Linked DNA regions of Ovis aries: region 1 is linked to region 2. Evidence: chromatin contacts called from public Hi-C data. All regions are on one chromosome and are shown on one strand. Each heading gives the region's core, a stretch centred on a gene start, on an enhancer-like site or on the middle of the called end of the contact. The rest is flanking DNA. Distances are from core to core; before and after follow the strand shown.

Region 1 (3,190 bases), core at 5-2,504, 87 kb after region 2:
CCCGGCTGGCACTGGCAGCTGTAGCCCTGAGACCCGTGAGCGCCGCTCACCTGTCCTGCCCAAGGGCCCACCCCCCGCAGAGGGTAGGGCCAGGGACAGCAGCCCCTCGCCTGGCTCCTCTCTGCCCTCACCCCTGAGTGACCCACGCCGAGAGCCCATGAACATCTACAACCTGATTGCCATCATCCGCGATCAGATCAGGCACCTGCAGGCGGCCGTGGACCGCACCACAGAGCTGTCACGGCAGCGCCTGGCCTCACAGGAGCTGGGCCCAGCTGCCGACAAGGACCGGGAGGCACTCATGGAGGAGATCCTGAAGCTGAAGTCGCTGCTCAGCACCAAGCGGGAGCAGATCACCACCCTGCGCACGGTGCTCAAGGCCAATAAGCAGGTGTGCATGGTGCTCGGGTCCAGCAGTGGGTGGGTAGGTGGGTGGGGGCTTTCTCAGCCTCCCTGGCTTCCCATCTTGTCCTGTCCCAGCTCTAAGAAAAGATGGGAGAAAACCTCACCTCAGTGCTGTGGGGAGGGGCTGGGTCTCGGGCCCAGGGCTGGTTGGGGCCTTGATCTGTGGTGCTCACCAAGGCAGCGGACCCCTCCTGACACCTCGTCTGCCTGTCTTTTACAACTCTGACCCCCCAGACGGCAGAGGTGGCCCTTGCCAACCTAAAGAGCAAGTACGAGAACGAGAAGGCGATGGTGACTGAGACCATGATGAAGCTGCGCAACGAGCTCAAGGCCCTCAAGGAGGACGCGGCCACCTTCTCCTCGCTGCGTGCTATGTTTGCCACCAGGTATGGCTCTCTGTTGTTGCTGCTCGGCAGCCCGGGAACCTGGCCCTGTGGGAAATTTCCATTTCTGCTATTTGTGAGAACCCAGGGGCCCAAGTTTTGTCTCCACTTGGTGTAAAATGAGGAAGTTGGAAGCAAAAGGCTATGAGGGTGGGTCCTTAGTGGCCAGGCTGGAGGCTTGAGCTTTGAAGGAGAAGCAGGAAAGTGGGCAAGCCACTGATAACAAATGAGGAGCTTGCTTTCCAGAACTTGGTGGAAAGTTCGTATATTTTAGAAGAAGGGTTCCCCTCTGAGCAGTGGTGAGGTCATAGTGCTCCCACTCTGACCCTACCAGTTGGAGTTTGTTGGGGGTGGTGGGCAGCATCTTTGTTTAGGCCAGTCCTGTGGCCAGCAATCCTGGGCAAGTGCGGAGCTGGAGGCTGCTTTGGGGCCTGGTTCTGGGTGTCTCCCTATTCAGAGAGGCTTGGTGCCATCTGCTGGCCACAGTCAGTCAAGCACCAGGGGCGTTCTCTGGAGAGGCCTGGTGTGTCCTCAGGGCTGGGGGGCTGAGACTCCTGGTTAAATAGGTTGGAACTGAGCTCAGGGTCTGCTTCACCTGTGTCAAGGTGCTGGGCACTCCCTGCATTGCAGCGATGTGGGAGGAGGGGGACAAAGCTCCCTCCTTCTGGGCAAAGTGTTTGGGAAAGATTTTAGTTAGTCCTGTAGCACATGGTATGTTGACCTTTGCTCCCATAACTTACGTTATTTAAAATTGTGACTTCTCAGATGGAGCCAAGATGGCAAACCTCTGGGCAAAGGTTGAAACTTGCTGATGGTCCTTGGCCTTGGTGGATGGGGGTGTGGGGTGTGTGTGCCCACCACCACCTCTCAGCCACTCCCTCCCTCAGGGGCAGACCAGAGTGGGCATTTCTCGCCCAGATCCTTACCCAGGTAGAGGGCCCGTGTCAGTTGGCAGATGCTCAAATGGGGCTGTTTATGGCACCCACGTGTGCTTTTCCTAGGCCCTAGTTGGCTGTTTGTCCCAGACTTACTAAGCACCTGCTGTGTGCCTGGGCTATTCCAAGAACAAACAGATTCCTGTCCTCGGGTTTATCCCCACATCCTGAGAGCCAAGTGACATCACACCCCTAACTTGCTCCCCTGGGCCAGCTGGAGGTCTTCAAGGGCACCATCCACTGCCTCCTTTAGTGAAAACTGGCTTTAGAGAATCCCTCTCGGAGAAAACCAAACCTCAGAAAGGCACATCCTCTTCATTTGTAGCTCAGTAAGCTGATGAATATTATCATAGTCTCCTCACTTGGAGCTTGGCTTCCCAGGTTGCACTGGTGGTAAAGAACCCTCCTGCCAACGCAGGAGACTTAAGAGACGCTAGTTCGATCCCTGGGTCGGAAAGATCCCCCTGGAGGAGGGCATGGCAACCCACTCCTGCATTCTTACCTGGAGAATCCCTTGGACAGAGGAGCCTGATGGGCTATAGTCCATAGGGCCGCACAGAGTTGGACACAACTGAAACTACTTAGCACGCCTGCACCTGGAGCTCTCAGCATGGGGACCATGGTCACGTGCTCTGCTGGCTCTCCCAGGTCCTTCAGCCACGCTCTGCCTCTTGCCTCCCCACAGATGTGACGAATACATCACACAGTTGGATGAGATGCAGCGGCAGCTAGCAGCTGCCGAGGATGAGAAGAAGACACTCAACTCACTGCTGCGCATGGCCATCCAGCAGAAGCTGGCACTGACCCAGCGGCTGGAGCTGCTCGAGCTGGACCACGAGCAGACCCGGAGGGGCCGCGCCAAGGCCACCTCCAAGGCCAAGCCTGGCCCCCCGAGTGTAAGTCATACCTGCGCCTGTGCTAGTGACAGGGCTGAGGGTGCTGGGCTTGCTGCCCAGGTGCTCTGTGGCGAGAAGTATAACATTTACTGCGATTAGGGCCGCAAGGTCACACGCTGCAGCTAACCTGCCGCACGTCACCTGTCGCTTCACCTCAACTAACCTGGCAGCAGCGGGACTGTGGTGCTAGGCTGGTCTTAACCGTGACTAATGCACAGAGGGAAGAATTTAGCAGAGGCAGCCTGCCACTCCACCTGGACGCTGCAAGCTTTGTGTCTGTTTCTCATCCCTCGGGACCACCCTTCACAGCAGCTGCTCTCTTGGTTGGGTGGTCAAGGTGGGGTTGGAGCCACACGTCCTTGCAAGAATGTGGCTCTTCAGGGCCCAGTTGCTGTTGGCTCCCACTGGGAGGGGCAGAACTTGCATTGAAACTTGCATGTTCCCTGCATGTGTCTAATGCAGTTATACTGTCCCAGCATCCAGAAACCAGTGTTAAAGGTTCCAGCCTGAGTCCCAGGTGCAGTCTTGGAAGACACTCTGCACTTGGCAGATTATGAAGTTAGTGCAGCAT
Region 2 (3,099 bases), core at 376-2,875:
CACACCGACTCATTCTTTTTACTTCAAGCTAATTCAAGCAGTGACGCTGCATCCCCCAGTCACCCTAGAAACCCACAACGACAGCCTACACCTTCTCACTGTCCTGATTCATAGATGTAGATAGGGAACCCACCACCAAAGAGCCAGGGACAGCCTGGGGTCACCAAGAACCTGGGAATAAGCACTTTACACTCTCTTTAGAGAAAAAAATCCCCTTATCCACATTTATCTGAAGGGCTGGTTTTCTTAATATAAAAGAAAGTAAGTGAGAAAGAGAAATAATAAGACAACTCTGGAACCTAAAATGCAGGTTACTAAGTGACAGAAGACAATCTGAAAAGGTTACAGACTGTATGATTCCAACAGTGTGACATTCTGGAAAAATTCCTGAGTTAGGACTTGCCGGGGTTTAAGGGAGGAGGGATGACTAGGTGGAGTACAAAGGATTTTTAGAGCAGTGAAACTACCGTGTACAATACTATGAAGGTGGATACCTGCTATTTGTCCAAGCCCACAGAATGTACACACCTAGAGTGAACCCTAATGTAAAACGTGGACTCTGGGTGATTATGATGTGTCGAAGTAGGTTCATCAGTTGTAACAGACACACTGCCCTGGTGAGGGATGCTGACAATGGGGGAGGCAGGGAGAAGCGGCTGGGGAGTTATATGAGAAATCTCTCTACCTGCCCCTCAGCTTTGCTGTGAACCTAAAACTAAAATAACAGTAATAAAGTCTACTTTAAAAAAAAAGACAATCCTGACATATGAAATCCCTGTTATCCTGGCAACCTCACGCAGGGGTATTTCTAAAGCACCTAGTCTACTCCCTTCCCATCCATTTAAAAAGGGGGGAAAAAAAAAGAAAGAGTGGGGTGAGGGTGAGGGAAATCCAGAATTAAACCAGGCCCCATCACAGAACCCAACATCCTACATTTGTTCAAAAAATATTCTGGACAATTTTGTTCAAGAGCCAGGGACCGCTCAGCAAAGTCAGCCCAGGTTGTCAAGCCTAGACTGTGGTGTGCTCAAATGGAGATAGACCCCCTCCTCAAGTTATGCAGCAGGAGCACTCCAACCCCAGAACGACAACCCCGGAGAATAAACAGCACCCAAGGAACCCAGGGAAGTGACACCCAGGATTTCAACGCCGCTCGAAACGAGAAAAACTCTCCCCTTTTCAGGCATTGGTCTACTCACCGCCTTCCCTTGGAGAGGAAACCCATGAAACTCACAAACAAGCAGAGACAGGGGGCACCCACAGGCCTGGGCAGCCCCACTGGCCACTCCTGCCTGGGACAGCTTGCTGCCTGAGATCCCAGGCAGGTCACCGAGGAGCAGGAAGCCACCCCAGTCTCCCACGCTGGGGCGCCGCAGGCCTCCTCTCTCTGGGCACGCTGTGCTGTGGGCAGTTAGTCCAGGGTGAGGCTGGCAGGAACCCCACGAGCTCGGGGCTGGTGGTCTGCAGTGGCCCTGCCTCCCTGTTCCAGGCCTCAAGGGGCCCCAGTGGCACCCACGGCAGGCTCTTTTCTTTTCTGTCTAATCTCACAGCTGCAAGGAGACGCTGAGCCCTGACAAAGCCCGCCTGCTCCTCCAGAGCCAGCAGGAGGGGTGAGGGGAGTGCAGCCCGCAGCCCGCAGCCTGGGATGCCGACCGTCACCATGGCAACAGGAAGGGTGGGGGAGGGTGGGCGATGAGCTGGTGGGACCTGTAGGGCCAGGGAGTCTCTACAACCATGGGCCAAGGAGGAGGCCCTGGCAGGGTGTGAGGGGCCTTGTTTCTTGTTCTGAACACCTCTGCCACCCACCTTCTCTCTTGCAGACTTTTTTTAGAAGATTCTGTGGCAACAGGGCATTTAAAATGCTTCATCACCACAATGATGTAGTGTGTGGACACTTAACACATGCCTACAAGGAATACTCATCTGCTTAAAGAGTCCTTTGTTTGGAGACTATGGGTGTAGGGGGGGGTGTGTGTCTCTCACATTCAGGCTTGCCTGCACACTCACATTTTACGCTCATGCTTGCCTGCACCCCTCATTTGGAGAACGCTAACTGAAGCCTGGATCCTCAGGGTATGTCAGCTCCCGAGCCCTGTCTGTGACTTGACACAGACTTACTCATTTGTTTCCCACTGTGCACCTGTAAGGTGAGTAAGGTGAATATGGTTATCATGGAGCTTTCTGCCAAGATCACCAAGGAGATATGTGCCCCGCTGGGGTCAATTCCTCTGTAAGTGATAAGCCTGGACTGAATGGTGTGCCACATACTTTTGAAAACCACAACTGGCCAGCACTGAACAGACCTAGGGCACGGGTGTGAAGCAGAAAACTGCCCAGGCCAGCCATCTTTCCTGGCCCAGTATGCCAACGCCTTGAGCAGTGGTGTCTCAGCTTCCCACCGGACCTGAGTGTCTTTCATTCCCCTGCCCAGGACCTCATTAAACATCTTCATAATTCAATGTCTGCAAGCCTACAAATGCCCACTGAAGTCCGCTTGGTGAGGGGCCTGGGAGGACACAGAGGGTTTGAAACCTCAAAGTCTTCACTTCTCACTCTATGAATTTATTTATACATGTACACTTGTGGTAGCATTAAAACAACTTGCAAACAGAATGTGCTAATATGTTCATTAGGGCGTTCAGGAAGGAGGGGACATATGTATACCTGTGGCAGATTCGTGATGATGTGTGGCAGAGGCCACAGAATATTGTAGAGGAATTGTCCTCCAATAATTATATTTTGTGCTAAAGTTCTCAATATTGTACAATTATAATCTTTGATAATTATTAGTTACTCAGGAGCAGTTATGTTTTATGTGTATTGTCATCACCAATAGAATGATTCTCAGAAAAAAAAATGTTTAGTTATTGATAATGAAAATTTTTTGGTTGATACATAGTTCTTCATTGGAAGTTCAAGGAGAGGCAAAGAATAATTTTTTAGCATGCTGTAAATATTAGAATTTTAAAATTAAAATGTTACATCACTTTAATAAGGTAATTCATAGAGTATACTTACTAGAGTAATTTGATATGATATTGTTCAGTCGCTCAGTCATATCCAACTCTTTGCAACCCCATGGACTGCAGCATGCCAGGT

What was found. Hi-C and Micro-C count contacts between places; a contact is called where the count stands out from the background.
Region 1: a Hi-C map of liver shows a contact between it and region 2, with 3 times the contacts expected there. The contact joins two enhancer-like sites. A contact is called at or near these places in 12 of 16 Hi-C or Micro-C datasets (blood, hypothalamus, liver and 6 more).

What each region holds. Positions count from the first base shown.
Region 1 is chr2:28,640,652-28,643,841 of ARS-UI_Ramb_v3.0, forward strand. It overlaps BICD2 (BICD cargo adaptor 2), which reads left to right. Exons shown (of 6, transcript XM_060409036.1): 4 at 1-391; 5 at 640-791; 6 at 2,409-3,190. The coding sequence ends at 2,718. Among named protein-coding and RNA genes, the nearest start is that of IPPK, 14 kb to the right of the region's middle. Within about 2 kb of position 1,255, at least 4 of the 54 cell types and tissues checked have an H3K27ac peak or open chromatin away from gene starts, as enhancers often do.
Region 2 is chr2:28,553,461-28,556,559 of ARS-UI_Ramb_v3.0, forward strand. LOC121818603 (a long non-coding RNA gene) reads right to left here. Exons shown (of 3, transcript XR_006058588.2): 3 at 2,542-3,099. Among named protein-coding and RNA genes, the nearest start is that of FGD3, 20 kb to the left of the region's middle. Within about 2 kb of position 1,626, at least 10 of the 54 cell types and tissues checked have an H3K27ac peak or open chromatin away from gene starts, as enhancers often do.